Linked DNA regions of Mus musculus: regions 2 and 3 are each linked to region 1. Evidence: chromatin contacts called from public promoter capture Hi-C data. All regions are on one chromosome and are shown on one strand. The core of a region is the stretch at or near the end of the contact, and the rest is flanking DNA. Distances in the headings are between cores, read along the strand shown.

Region 1 (5,113 bases), core at 1,543-4,042:
TCAATGAAAGATCAGAGGGATCACCAGGATTTGAAGGTTTCAAACTGTTTGTTGTAGTTCAAAAGAAGCCACAGCATGGATGTATATGACAAAGCATTTCCATGTTCCAATCAACAAAATAGGAAAATGGATGCTTAAATTTTATATAATTTTTATGTGTCCCAAATACATTTATGATTTTGATCTTCTAAAGATATAAATGTCCCTCTTAACTTACATATAAAAGGCAACTGGGTGTGTCTCCTTGGTCCTACATGTAGGCTTCACTGCTCCTGCCTCCTAGGGTGGCAATGATATAAGGTCTTCCAGCTGAGGTTGCGTGCAGGTGAATTATACAGACATAGGTATCACAGACACAGGCATACGCCACAGGGAGGCATTCATTCCCCCTAGTGACCATGTGTTCATTTAGCCCTTTGCAGGAAGAAAATAAAGGTGAACGTGGATTTCTGCCTTATCTTCAGAGTCACTTCCACATGACCTCCGTTTAGTTTACAGAGCTACAGTTCACCGGCATTGCTTTTGGTTCTTTTGACAATAAGTGGGAATGGAGATGCTGATATCTTTACAAGCTACGTGATTACCTGACGAGTTAGCACCAAGAGTGTTGGTGACAATTTCAAAATAGGGCTGGCCCTTTATGGAAAGACAGACCCTCAGGAAACTGGATTCCACTCTCATCGCCTTTAGTAAACATGGGAGGGATGGAAGAGCTACTGCAGACATCGCTTATTTATTTGGAGCAGGAATAGATTGCCTTTGCTATAGAGTTGGGTGAAGGTTTTCTATGCTGTGCTGAGCAGGCTTGCTTGCATAGGGAAAGCAGTTGAAGAGACTGTGGAAAGACGAAGTATTGAAAGGTAAGGAAGAGGCAGAGCTAAACAGTAAATATGGCTTTTTGTTTACTAGATTACTCATGACAAATTTCATATAGTCATTTTCCTTATGATAAACATAAGAAAAAAGAATCTATGTTAGCTGGTCAATGGATCTCTGGATTTCTCCCTATTTCTTTAAACAAACAAACAAAATACAGAAACATGGTCTTTTTGTTTGTTTGTTTGTTTTAAATCTGAGAGTTACGACTTTGAACTGCAGATGGTGCTGTGATTCTATGAGTTTATGTCCTGTTTAAATCTGTAGCAAGAACTGATTCTTTGATTTAGTCTATTTTCCTCGATAGGTAAAAATAAAATTAAATTCTCTTTATTATTTTGTTTTATCGTGATGATGGGAGAAACTGTTCTTATTGCCTCGTGCTTCCTTGGACCACTGATAAGAAGCCTTGATGTGATTTTGCGGCTTCTTCTCCTCCAGGATGGAGTTCTTCGTGATCCCTAACCTATTTATTTCCTGGTGCTTCTTTTCAATGAAGTTGTTTCACCGAGGGTTTTGGTGACAATGATCTCAGGATAAAAAAAGAAGATCCATATGAAAACTATTTTAACCTCTAGTTTGTAACAACTAGCTTAAAAAAAAAAAAAAAGATTTCCTGGAATTAAGCCACAGGAACTCTGGCTTAAGTCAGACCTGTCAGCTGGACAACAAAATTCCAGACATTTTGAAATTTAATTCATTTAATTTTTCTTGTAAATGGATTAGAAAATATGATTAAGCTCTAGCAAGATAATTCTCACTGCATTGGCCGGCCCTCAGTGCAACAAAGAGAGACTAAAATCTTAGAGGACAATAAAGTAAAGAAAATTGAGAGCTATATATCCCTAAGGATATACGTAATAAAACACACACACACACACACACACACACACACACCAGGACTTTTAAATGAATGGACATTGCCTTTGTTTTCCATGACACTCTTAGGATAGCTGCATTTTGACATTAAGTCCCAATTAAATGTATGTCAGGCTACTTTGAGGTTAAAATCAACAAAAAAAAATTAAGCATTCATCACAGTACTCTACAAAGGTCTTTTCCCTGATCCTTTGAAATCACATTTATGTAAAGCGACTGAGTTGGAGATTCTGAAGTAGGGTGAGTTTTGAGGGCAAACAAAGTGATTCAACATTATGCAAAGACATAAAATGAGGAGAATGCCTTTGAAGAGAAAGAGAGATTCAGTCCCTGGAGTATACAGTCTGATCATTATTTATTTTTGGAATATTTGATATAGTGGGCAAAGAGAAGGAGTGGGAATTATGATATTTTAAACAAAGTGTAGAAGAGTGCTAGTGCCATGGCTTACACAACAGCGTGTATACTATAGCATCTTAGACACATAATGGAACCCCTCTCCCCGAGGATTAGACTCAACATAAAAGAAGTGTAATAATAGAAAGATGCAAAATCATTTATGACTGCTTTTTAAATTAGAGTAGGTTTCTAGAAAACTTTAATTCAGATATGCATAAGCAGCATAAAGTTTTTTAAAAGGCATTAAAGCAATTGACACTTTGTAGAAACGAGGAATTATACTCTAAGCACAACACAAGTTTTCTGCATTTGTTCCTGAAGAAAGTCCTTATTTTCTAAGGTACTCCTAGGCCCTGTCTATAACATTATAATCATCTTCTAGTTCATCACAGCTAAGTAAAGATTAAAGCATTGCACATCCAGCTAAGTACTTTTCTTTTTTTAAAAAAGAGTTCATTTCCTCTCTCTTGAACTTGTTTGCTATAAATGTATATAAATCAGGCATGATGACAATTTAATAAGAACTTCAAGACCTGTTCATCCCATGGGATCACTACTGTGACGTCTTTCGGGGAGCCTTCTGATTGCTCAGCCCGAAGCACAAGCCCTATAAAATGAGAGACTTTGAGATGCTGGTCAGCTTGGACAGCAGAGCACTAGCCAGCTACAGCCAACCGTTCCCCAGGAACCGGGAACAGACTGGTGGAGCCTTCCCTAGAGCAGAACTTCAGCACCCTAGACAGCTGCCACGAAGCCGGAAAGGCAGCCCTGCCTGAAGGAAACAGCCAAGGGTAAGCAAAATCTTCCACTTCTTCCTCTCCTCTCTGTCACTGGGACTTTGAATAGGAGTTTGTGAAAATTTCTCTCTTAAAAAGAATTTTACAGTGTTCGTCTTTTTGCAATAGCCAAATACAATAATCATGACAAGTCACTGAATAAAGATAGAAATGCCTCAATTTCTCTCTTATGACCCCATCTGCTTAGAGGATTCTTAGTCCTGCTTAATCCTTCATTAAGTATTGCCTTTTAAAAAATAAAGTAAGACGAGTTTGCTTGTGGGGGGGGTTTTGAGCAAAGTGTTCAGCTTGATGCATTTGTTTTGGGGGTTTTCAATCTGCGTTTAAAGAGCTTTTCTTTCTGTTTCTAAACAGATCGAGCCTAGAAAGCACTCACTTTCTTTATCATTTAATTTTTAAGTGCTATGACTTTTGTAGGTACCAAGAGGTAAAACCCTTGAAGATCTCTGTGCTAGCTCGACAGTGTTTACAAATAGGACATGTGAATAGATCGAATGCAGGATGCATGGGCTCTACAGATAAAGGCATATAAATCGATTTCCTGGAAAAACTTGTTCCAGTGCCAAGTGACTCTGAGGGCATTAAGTTTTATCCTTGAATAAATTTGCTTGGGCCTTGGTTTAAAGAAATAACTTATCAGTGGTTTCTATAACAAATACAGAGAAAATAAGAATTTCAATGTAATATGTATACAAGATTTTTGCCTTAATGATACAAATCTATACTTTATATACATATATGTACTATGAACATGCAAACTCTAAAATACAATTGGCTAGAAGGAAAATTAATTAGGTAATACCCCAGTTTTACATCAATCAGATATTATAGCTTTAAGGGGGGAACCCAACAAATTCCTTGTGGCTGTTTCCTTCAACAGAAAAGACATTATGCTATGACGACTCTGTTATCAAAACACAGAGCCTAAAGTTATCTGCCTCCAGCACAACAGAAGCATGGCCCTGGATAGACACTAAAATTAATTGAGTGCCCGCAGAGGGAAAGACAAAAGGGAGCTGAGCCGGTGTTCAAATGCCTTTATCCTGGGGATGGATTCCATTTCCAAACCAGTGCTAGAAAACTAGCGTTATTTTACAAAGTAATCTTATGTCAGTAAGTCTGACTCTTTCCTGAAGAGAAATGACCATTTTCAACTTGGCAAGAGCCCCTGGTGGGGTTGCTAGACCCTCTGAAATGTTGCCAAGTGTGGCTGGGAGAGCCAGCATCCTTTCTCTTTTCAGAGGCACCGAGATGGAAGCCAGAAGCAAGCCTCAGTTCCTGGCATTCCTGATACTCTTCAGTGTGCTGTTCTCTCAGTCGCTGGCCTGGCCTCTCTTTGGACCACCTTCTGTAGTGAGGTAAGTTTCATTCTGGGAAAGTGTGCTTTCAATTCAGATAAGTAGGCAGGCATTCCTCTGCATCTAAATGAGATTTCCCACATGTTATTTTGGAGAGTGTTGCATTTCAAATCACATATTATTTATTTCAATATTTTGGTTGTAGTGTTGAGCAAATTCATTTCCAATGGGAAAAAAAAACTTATTCTGGACTCTGGAATTCACCTCCAGTACATAGAATACAACATCAGTGGCCAGTCTTGCGTACCAGATGGATCCCATTTCTAAACTAGTGTTAGGAAGCTAACAACTTCTTATTTTCATCTCAGGCCTGTTCTGTTTCCAGTAGAAAAACTTCATTTAAATTTATATTTAATAAAAATGATTATAATATTAGTACTTTGTCAATGAGATATATACACATGAAATTCTGTTGAACAGAAATCAGTCTTGGAAGAATCACCCTGCCAATAATAAGGACCATGAGGAAGGATGTATACAATCCTCATAGAATTCTCTATTTGAACCAAAAAATTCTTAGTTTTACTATTTGACATAAGAAAGTTTATACTTTACATGCATCAACTTAACCTAAAATAAGATAGACTTATGTTAATAGTCAACTCATACTTAAGCTTTCTAATCTACAGGATCACTATTATCTAAAGGTAGATCATCATGTCTTTGACTATTTGCCTGTTCTTATGTTCAGAAAAGTGAGTAGTCTCTCAGCACTAATGTTCTCCCTGAAATTGTATAACGTACTACCTCTTCCATATCATTTGACAACTAGAGTCCCAACGCCTGTATCTCAGCAGATGAACA
Region 2 (5,113 bases), core at 1,648-4,147, 1.6 Mb after region 1:
TCAGTACCCATGCAGCATGATAGCAAGAAACCTTCACGTAATAAGTCATGAAAGCTGGAAGAACATGGCCTCTTCCATTCAAGAGTTCAGCAAGTACACTTATTTATTTATTTGGAGATCGAAACACAAATAATTTCCACCTTTTAACTTACCTACTTCTTGTATGTATGTATGTATTTAAAGATTCTAATGCAAAGCATCCAGGCCAATCTTGGATGTTGCCATCACAGTATGTAACCTAAAATGAGTGAACATCCGGGGTCCTGAGCTCGACCACCACGACTGCTCGTTCAGGGCAGCACAAGAGTTTTCCTAGATGAAAGTATCCTCAACCAAGCCTTAAAGCCAAAGGTACCCCAAAATGTGTTTTAACATTTCTTCCTTTTAAATCAATGACAATAATAGGATGAGAATTAACATTTTTCTCCCTTCTAAGAGAAATGAAGGAAAAAACAAAGGGGAGAGAGGGCCTCTCTCTCTCTCCTGTGTGCCTGTTAACCATTTTTCTGTTACCTTATCAAGTCTGGCAGAGCCACAGGAAAGCCAGCGTGATCCTCTGACACCTCTTCATGAGACTAGAACAGTACCATAAACAAAGATAGAATATGAGCCATAAGCCTGAGCCATGTTACCACTAAACGTAGAAGCCCTAATTCAGAAAATAAAAAGTAAACAGTTGGAGTTAATTTTAGTAGTATATTTTATTCAAAATACCATCTCATCGATATGTAATAAGTAGGAAAATCGTTAATATTTTCTACTCCTTCTTCACACTGAGTCTCCAGACACCCTGTGCATTGCATACCTAGTACCTGGCAATAACAATCAGCCACATGTCAAGGACTTGAGAGTAAATGTAGCTACTGGCTCAGCAGGCTCTGAGGACCCCTCCATGGTAGTCAAGCAAGCCATCTGCTTCCTCTCAGCAAGCTAGCTGGAGCACCTGGTACCGTCTTCAGTACAAGTTACACTTCAAGTTAAGGGAAGGGGCTTAAAATAACTTAAGTCTACTGCTGCTAACCATGTTTTACTGCTCACTCAGCCAGAGTCACTCAGGCCTATGTAGTCATCCTTTTTCCCATGGCTTTACTTTGAGAGTCCTGGAAAAGTCTGGCCGATAGAAAAAACCTACTTCCTAAGACAGTATTCTGTGTTTTCCTCCAGAAGCCAGGGATAATCAGACATACACCAGACTCTTCACTACCTGGACAGCCCCTTTCCAGTGACCTATATAAGACACTGGCTTGAGAAATGACAGGATGGGGTTTCCATTGTCACAGACGGGTAGGGCAGCTTGAAAGATAATCTGAACACACCAGCATCACTGACTACTCACGTCTACTGAGACGAACAAAAACAAAGGGAGAGAGAGTGCTTAGCCAAGTCTTCACCTGGAAGACCAATGGGGGTTTGGGAGCAGGGGTGGATAACTTGAAACAGATGTTGAAGTGAGGAGGTGGGACCCCTGAGATTCCACTGGTTGATTTCGGTAAACTTTGTACTATTGAAAGAGGTCAAAGAGAGCTGAGTAACTCTAGCAACTATCCCTAGCAATCACGGGAGAGACAAGATAAAGTAACAGGGACCCTTCCACTCCTGCTACACCGTCCAGCACCCACTGAGTTTCCTCTTCCCGAGTACTGTACAGAACCAGACTGTAGTCCAGACACTCGGCTCCCTCTCAGTGCTTAACTGGCCTCAAAACGCTGCGCCCTTGGGGGTCCTGGCGCCTCCAGAGCTGAGTCCCTGCCTCTGCGGGAGTCCTGGCGCTAGGGTCCTCGCAGGCGCGAAAGCCCGTTCGCCCTCTCCAACCCAAACAAACAGGCTGGGCTGGCCGCAGGAGCCTTCGTCTACCTGCCCAACTGCCAGGTCACGCCCGCGAACTGCTCTGGGCCCGCAGCCTTTACTAGATCCAGGGCCAGGGGCAGTCACCCACACAAAGACGCCTTGTGCCTCTGCGCTTGGCTACAGGCAGCAAGTCCACCGTACCCGAACTGGCAGAGAGAGTGCCCTGGCGCCAAATCCCAAGCCCCACATTCCCAGCCAATCTTCCACGGAAAGGCCATCCCATAGCTCCCTGACTTAAATATAGGTGTCCAGTCGGCTGCAGTCAACGCGCACCCCCACCGAAAGAAACCGATCGGAGCAGGCGCACCAGAAAGAGACGCACAAGCCGCTCAGTAGAAGTTTGCTTTGTCGCCGGCAGGAGGGGCAGAGCACTCCAGTGCCCAACTCTTGGCCCGCCCCATCTCCCCGGCTGTAGGGCGCGGGGGTCCTCCACGGCTCGCTCACCTCTAGTCCAGTCCACCACTTGTTTGGGGCTCCACTTGGTCACGGGCTCCATGGTAAGCAGCTTCGCTGTCCGCTGGGCTAGGCAATCGACAGGAGTCCTGCAGCCTGCGCCCGTGGTTGTCCCCTGCGTGTGCCGGGAGTCCGCTCAAGCCTGCATGGCCGCAGTCAGCGGGCCATCGCGCTGCGGTTTCTGCGAGGGAAGCGCGGCCCTGGGTCTCTGCGCACGGGACAGCTATGTCCCGTACGGCTGCTCCCCGCAGCTACCGCTGTCCAGATGCAGTTCCCCCGACGCCGCTCTCTGCTACAGCTGCTTCTCCGCAACCACCGCAGCAGCGGGAGCAGGTTGCAACCTCAAACCCCAGGCCGGGGCTGCCCTGGCGTGGGACTCTTCTGGCCGGGAACTTCTAGGTCGGCTGGCCCTCCGCGGCTCCTGCGAGCGGTGTCCGTCCCCGAGGTCCCCACTCCGCGTGCGCCCCCGCCTCGAGCCTTCCCGCCAGTGGGTCCCACCTCCTGCGCCACCGTCGCGGGCCGCCCGGGCGGAGGAAAAAAGCGGAGCGTGCGCGCTCGGGTTGCAAAGTTTCTGCTCCGCTCGGCGCTGCCGGAATAAGAGAGGGGGCGGGGCGGAGCGGGAGCAACACGTGAGAGGGGCGGGGCCGCGATGACGTAGACTCCGGTTTCTTTCCCTCCTACGTCCCAGCTCCGGACGCCAGGGATCTACTTTTCCTCTTCAAGGGGTGGGCTGGAGCTGCAGCCTGAGTCCTGGAGAGCCGCTTGGCTCCGAAGAGGTCCCAGCTTAGTGGCAGCTGAATCCTGTAAACAGGTTTTTTTGTCTTTGTGTGTTGGTTTGAGATGTGTCTGTTCTCGTTTTTAAAAGCTTCGAGTCGCAATCTCGCCTTAGCTATTCAGCCTTTTAAGTTTCCTAAAGTAGGCCAGTTGTGTGTGTTTTGGACAAATGGATGGCGGTGTGCCACTGCTCCAAGGCCGCTACAGTGTATCAACTCTTCGGTTTAATAACACCAGAATGGCAGCTCTTTGAGTTGTGTTTTGACATAATGTAATAGTCATATTTTCAAAATGACCTAACGCTCGATTCAGATTAGTCATTAACCCTGAGGCGAAAGTTGTCAGCGAGCCAAAAAAGAAAAGAAAAAAAGAGAGAACCTTGCCTAGTTCAGCCTCTGACAGGGAGAGGAAAGCCCTTTCTGTACTACAAGCCTCAATTTGGAAGCAGAGCGCGGGTCTGGGGAAAACCCTATAACCGGTGTTTACCTCCCTCCCACACACATGCAGACACTCTTTTGGCCCTAGTGAAGTCTTCTTTCAATTATAGTTATTGATTTCCATCTTCCCCTGAGCAACTATTAACCCTATCCAAGGAGGAAGCTGCTTGTTATTGGGGTATATTGAGCTGGATCTGATCTTCCCCTTCCAACTACTTATCTTCTGAAGTAAGGGAGTGGCTAGTGTTTATTGATTCAGTAAATACCCGCAGTTGCTTTCCCTGCACCAACCACTGCGTTCATATTTCCTCTGTTAGGATAGCTGCTCTCTATTACACGTGAGAATCACTGCTAGCACCCAGCTATCTGTTGTATAGTGAGTGTTTTGGGTGTACAGCGTACACACTGTCTTAGCCTTCCTGAGCAATTCGTCTATGCAATGGAGAGGTACAACTATCAAAAATAGCGATTTTTTTTTTTTAACCAAGAGTAATTACCCAACCCAGAAACTTGACACCGGCCATGAGAAAATTCCTGGTAGAGTAGCTGCCCTCTTTTTAAGAAATGATCTTTGACATCTGTCTTTCCTTAACCATCTTGACCTCTGCACAGTGGGAACTGTGCCTACAGTTTCGAAAATAGCTATATGATTAGATGACCAAGCAAGTAATTCATCTATAAACAGTGCTGCCTTCCAAAGGGGACACAGTAGTAACGAAGTTGAAAGACGATGAATCTGGCTGCATAACCCCTGGAATCACAAAGAGGAGCAAATGCTATCAAATGCTTTCGCTGTAGAATTTTCCTTGATGTTTGACAATGTTCTCTTGTTCCTTTGCATCTGTTGCATTAAAAGCTGGAGTTCCAGAGTCCAGTTTGCTGAATTTCATCCCACAGATAACACAATCTATACTCGGCGCATAAGCAGAATATGCAAAGAAAGCCAAGTTAAAAATCTCTGACCAATTAACTATCTAAATGAATTAGCAACATGTTTACTCCTCCAGTCCTGCAGGCTAATTGCTATGTAAATAAGGCCTTCTACCTTAATTATAGCTGTTAGCCTGTGAAAGTTCTAGGGTGTGCTGACTGCCAGCCCAGATGTAAACTTTACATAGAAAGTTTGGCACATCAAAGAGGAGGGATTTTTAGATAAGCAGCTATGGAAATTGGTGTATATGCAAAAGCGATCAGTTATACACTTGCCAGTTTTCTTCCTGCTTGTCCCTGGTGGTGTGGTTCCTTGGTACCCACACTCTTCAGCAGGGGCACCCTTCCTCCTTTCTGCCTTGATGCTGCCAGGGCTCCTCCAACATTAGGAAATGGACAAAGCTTTTGACTGAATTTGATATGTTACAGTGTGGATACAAGAACCCAGTCTTCTGTGTTTCCTTGCATCTCCTTTTCTTGGCCAGCCGCCTTGCGTGTTTAGGTCATTTATTCAATCAACAAAATATGTTGTAAATGCTCCTGCCATACTGAATTGAGTATGAAGAAGATTAAAGATCTCACAGCTAGTGACTCTTGGATATCATGGGACTTTGCCAGGAAGGGTTTTCTTCTGTCACCTTTAGTCAGAAGACAAAGACCAAGGGGGTATA
Region 3 (5,113 bases), core at 1,535-4,034, 1.3 Mb before region 1:
TAATGCCTACTAGTGCGTCTTTCTGTCACACTTTCCACCTGTTTTTTTAAAAAAAATACGATGTTTTCAACAATTGGCCAGTTCCTTAGCTAGGAAAAAACAAAAAACATGGAATCCCAAGTTTACTAAATGAGAAACAATGTCATGCTTAAAAGAATTTACAGGCTGGAGAGATGGCTCAGTGGTTAAGAACACTGAATGGTCTTCTGAAGGTCCTGAGTTCAAATCCCACAACCACATGGTGGCTCACAACTACCCGTAATGAGATCTGGTGCCCTCTTCTGGTGTGTTCGAAGACAGCTACAGTGTACTTATGTGTGATATTAAATAAATCTTTAAAAAATTTACATTCTTAAAAATTATCAAGGTCTCAAATATCCTGACCAAACTAAAGCTGTTACTATGAATGTCCCCACCCCCAAATTTGATTTTTTTTTCTGTTTGTAAGAAACCATAATAATGAGAATTAAAATGTCCTAGGGTTTTTTTCTTCTTTGAACAGGGTTTGTAGTCCTGAAACTCATTCTGTAGACAAAGCTGGCTTCGAACTCAGAGATCTGCCTGCCTCTAAGACTAACACACTTGCAAAATGTATTCTAATTTCATGACTCTCAGAATAAAATGTTAGTTGTACAAATGCCTTGGTCTGGTGGTCAGGGTCTATACCGACAGTGTCAACCACGAAGGACACACAGACCATTTAGACACATTGAGTTCATCCCTTCCGATAGCCTCAAATCCATTCTCTCTCTCTCTCTCTCTCTCTCTCTCTCTCTCTCTCTCTCTCTCTCTCTCTCTCTCTCTCTCTCTCTCTTTTTGAGACAGGGTTTCTCTGTGTAGCCCTGGCTGTCCTGGAACTCACTTTGTAGACCAGGCTGGCTTCGAACTCAGAAATACGCCTGCCCCTGCCTCCCAAGTGCTGGAATCAAAGGCGTGCGCCATCACGCCCGGCAAATCAATTCTCTTTATGCCATATTTTATTAAAACAATACACCCTGAAGATGAATAAAATCTAGGCGCTCGCGCTAAGTGGGCCAAAGGTATTGTATGATGATGGTGGGAAAGAACAATACTGACTGGGAGAGAGACTCCCCGAGGTGTGATTAAGTTGTTCGAGAAGTTGGGTGGGAAGTTCTCGCAGCAAATAGCCTGTCAGGCACAAGATTTTTTCCTCTTACTGCTCGGCTGCGGGATCTAATTTGCAGGAGTCTTTATAACCCACTACCAGCTAAAAGCAACAGAAAGCTTGCACCCTACACAGCTTTCAATTGTGCATGCACTCTGATCTGTGAACGAACGGTCTGGGAGCTTGTGCTTAACGCCTGCAGCAACCCAAACCCCTAACTCCCCGGCACAGACTCTCCCAGCCTGGCCCAACAGGCAGAGGAGGGCGCGACCGCTCCGGCTGCAGCCCTAGGCAGCGAAGACCCGCCCAGGAGGCCTTGGCCCCGCCCCGCAAGGGAGGGGGCGGAGCGGGCGGAGCGGCGTCCGGGTCCGCCCCAGGGGCCCAGGGGAGGGGGAGCAACGCACTCTGGTCGCGCCGCTCGCTCGCTCGCTCGCCCCTCCCTTAGGCCCCGCACGCTCGCGCCCGCGCCCGCGCCCGCGCGCCCGCGCCCCGAGTCCCGCGGCGCCCAACACAATGCCGACGCCTACGCCTCGCGCGCGCACCGCCCCGGCCGGCGCCACGGCCCCGGCGCCAGGGGCGTGGTGGAGGGGCGGGAGGGGGGAGGGGAGGGGAGCAGCGCGCGCGAGAGCCTCAGACAGCGCGAGACCCGAGGCCGGAAGCGCGCGTGCGCGCCCCCGCCCGCGAGCGGGAGGCGGAGCCGTAGCAGTAGCGACAGCAGCTGTAGGAGCCGCTGCAGCTGGGAGACGCGCCAGAGAGGCCGGGCCTGCTCCGGTCCGACCGGATCCCTCCCCTCCCCCTCCCTGCTGCCTCCCCTCCCCCAAACCCACTTCCGCAGCTCGCGGCCTGGCCGCCGAGGCGGCGAAGACAACAACCCCGGCGGGAGGCGACGGCCGAGTACGCACCTGATGGGCCCACCTGGCGGGGCTCCGGCGCGGGACCGCTCACCGGCAGCCGCCCGCTCCGGACGCCCTTGGCCGCGGCGGGCAGCAGACACCGGCGACTAGGACCGGAACGCGGAGCGCCCCCTCCCCTTGCGCCCGCCCTCTCGGCTTCCGTCCCCTCCCCCTCCTGCGAAGCCCCGGATGGAGCGGCCGCGACTCGCCGCCGCCCGGCTGCCTGGATGGTTTTGTCAGGCGGCTAGGGCCCCGGCGCCTGGCGCCGTCGCCGCCCCCGCCCCGCCGGGGCCGCCCCCGCCCCGGCGCCCCGCGCGCTAGGGCCCGCCGCCTGCCTTCGCCGGGAGCCCCGGGACCGGGAGTCATTCGTCGCCTTTGTTGCCACGGCCGCTGCCGGAACCGTTTGCGAGCTCCGGCGGCTCCCGCCCCTCCCTGCTGCTTCCCGGAGCCCGGGCCGGGGGCGGCACGTGGGCCCCGGGACGCGGTGGCGGTGCGCGCTTACCTGTCGCCGGTGCGGGCGGCCGCGGCGGGGCGTGAGAGGGGAGGCAGAGCCGGGCGGCCTGGCCTAACTGTCCCCGCCGCCGCCTCTGCCCCGCGTTGCTGCTGCTGCTGCTGCTTGCTGCTGCCGCCGCGGTCGGTGTCTCCGGCGCGGCGGCGGGCGGCGGCGGCGGGGCTTTTCCTGTCCGGTTACGTTAAGGTCACATGACCGAGAGAGCGGAGCGACTAGTGCAAAGCGGCTGAGAGCGGCTCCCGCCGGGGGGGAGAGGCGGCGAGAGAGCAGTGGCGGCAAGAGCCCCTCCGCCCCCCCAGCCGCTCCCCTCCCCCCTGCCCGCCCGCCTCCGCCTCCTGCTGCTCTGCCGCCGTCGCCGCCGCCGCCGCCGCTGCTGCCGCCGCCTGCAGCTCGGCGCTGCGGCTTCCACCCAGCCTGGGCTCGCGGCCCCAGCCAAAGTTCTGCAAGCCATGTGCAGCTGAGGCGAGGAAACTTCTCAGCGGCCGGGCCCGGAGGCTGGCGGCCCGGCCCCCTTGTTTACAGAGTGTTTAGGTAGGACCAGTCCTGCCGCTGCAGACGGTCTTTTCAGGGGTGCAGAGGGAGACGCATGCCCGTTCTCCTGTCAAGAGATGCTTGACATCTCTTGGCTCTCTCTGCCTTTGTCCTTGGACTGCTCCGGGTTAGCTATTCGTCCGAAGATACGGAGTTGGGCTGTTGTTGATCGGTGCTGGCTGAAAGTCATACAGAAGTAGCTATCGTTGCATGTCCTGTGTTGCGAGGTCGAGGTGCTTGCTGCGTTGCATAGGCGACTTGTAGGCTAAGCTGTTTCCGTTAGGATTGAGTGGGATACTTCCCTGCGCGTTAAGCTTTGTGGTGCTTTGCGCTGTGTGCATTTGGACAGGACGATACTCTGGTTGACTTTTGGTCTCTTGAGGATCTAGTGGAGTAGAGTCAAGAGTTGCCATCCTGTGGGGTGTGTTAAAGGGAGATTCTGAAACAGGTAACATGGCGGGGGAATTGGAATGCCCTGATTGAACCTTCTTAAGGGTTTAAAGTTGACCTTTTATGTTTCCCTTTTGCTAGAAGTTGTGCTTCAGGTAGTACAGTTTTATCCCTTTTGCGTGCTTGAGTTAGTGGTTTACTTTACATAGCTTAGATTTTACGCTTGTTTGTAAATAAGTGCTGGCAGCTAACACTTGGCTTGCCAGCACAGAAGTCTGTAAGGACCTTGATGCCAAACCCGTTTGGTTTTGAAAGTCAGACTCCTAGCACAATGCTGTACACTGACTGTGCGTCCTAGAAACCTCGAGTGAGTGTGCTTAGCAATCCAGTTGTATGTACACCTACTGATGACTAATTTCTTCGAGGATGTAAACATCTGTGTAGCTGTAGTGTTGCCCAGTGTGAGTAACAGATCCCGTGGATACCTGCCTTGAACTTTCCTAGCCTTTGATCAGCTAGATGAATGGCTTGTAGAGTGCTTAAACGTCTGCGTCCACAAACGAGTCCTGACCGTGACCTGCGAGTTCTAGGGCATTATCAGTAAAACAGCAGTGCTGTCCTTCACACTGGAATGCTCTATTTCCTTTAGAAAGAGACCAACATGAATGTGATTTGTTGTGTAGAGAGAGTCATGGTTAAGGTTTTTAGGTTCTTCGTTCTTTCAAGTTGAGATTGTGGAGTTCTTTGTGAAGGTGGTTTGATGGAAGGACGTCTTTGAGACAGAATGTCAAAAGCTATGCAACTCTTGGCTGCTTTGGAACTTGTCACAATTCTATTTCCTTTGGGATGCTGGGATTAGATTATAAGGGTGTACCACATACCATCTCTCTGAGTCTTAAGGAATAGTTTGTCAGCACTTTGTAACAGTTTCACAGAAACAACCTGGTGGTAAGCTCTTACTCTGGTTCTAAAGACTTGTGCTAAGAGCACATATCCCTGTTCCCTCAGGACCTGCTGGAGCAATATGTTGTCTAGAGCATCTTGGTCTCCATAGGAGCTGCTGCTCAGATTGGAACTGGGCTGTTTTGCTGCTAGCTAGTTTGAAGTCATAGGCCAGCCTGCTTGACTCACCAGATGTGCAGGGTATTTGGGTTTTTAGTCCCCATTGTGGCTTAGTAGCTTAAGGGGACTGTATGGGCTCCGTGTGTTTTCTCCTACCGTGTCTAAGTGGAAGCGTTCACATGGGAAGGCTAGGGAAGAGCAGCCCTTGCAGAGAAGGATCAGTTAGTGCAGGCCAGGACAATGCCAAGGACACTCCTTCCCTCTCTAGGAAGTCTGCTTGACACAGAGTCATGCCTGCCCCAAGTTGGATAGAAACTTGTCAGTTTATTGCTGATTTGGTATTTTGAAAATACATCTAGTAAATTGGGAGCTCAAACTAGTTTTATTTTAAACAATACTAACAATCTGAGTGGATTTATCAGGAAAAAAAAGTTATGAGTATTCTGTGGAGTCTTGTATGTAGATTAAAGATTTGGTTTCTGTTGTGCAGAGATACTGCCATAAAACCAGGCATTTATTTGCATGTTTTGAAGAGAATAGTTCCAGTGTGACAGGGACAGTGAACAAAAAAATTAGTAGTTCAGTACTTACCCTTTAAAC

What was found. Promoter capture Hi-C pulls out the DNA fragments that hold promoters and counts their contacts.
Region 2: a contact with region 1 is called in a promoter capture Hi-C map of embryonic stem cells, with 3 times the contacts expected there. The contact joins the promoter of Cnksr3 here to the promoter of Vip in region 1. A contact is called at or near these places in 2 of 39 promoter capture datasets (embryonic stem cells and hippocampal neurons).
Region 3: a promoter capture Hi-C map of pre-B cells shows a contact between it and region 1, with 2.2 times the contacts expected there. The contact joins the promoter of Zbtb2 here to the promoter of Vip in region 1. A contact is called at or near these places in 2 of 39 promoter capture datasets (the 3T3-L1 cell line and pre-B cells).

Annotation. Positions count from the first base shown.
Region 1 is chr10:5,636,426-5,641,538 of GRCm38.p6, forward strand. Vip (vasoactive intestinal polypeptide) reads left to right here and starts at 2,793. Exons shown (of 7, transcript NM_011702.3): 1 at 2,793-2,945; 2 at 4,193-4,309. The coding sequence starts at 4,203.
Region 2 is chr10:7,209,340-7,214,452 of GRCm38.p6, forward strand. It overlaps Cnksr3 (Cnksr family member 3), which reads right to left and starts at 2,898. Exons shown (of 13, transcript NM_172546.2): 1 at 2,293-2,898. The coding sequence starts at 2,344.
Region 3 is chr10:4,385,324-4,390,436 of GRCm38.p6, forward strand. Zbtb2 (zinc finger and BTB domain containing 2) reads right to left here and starts at 2,785. Exons shown (of 3, transcript NM_001033466.3): 1 at 2,522-2,785.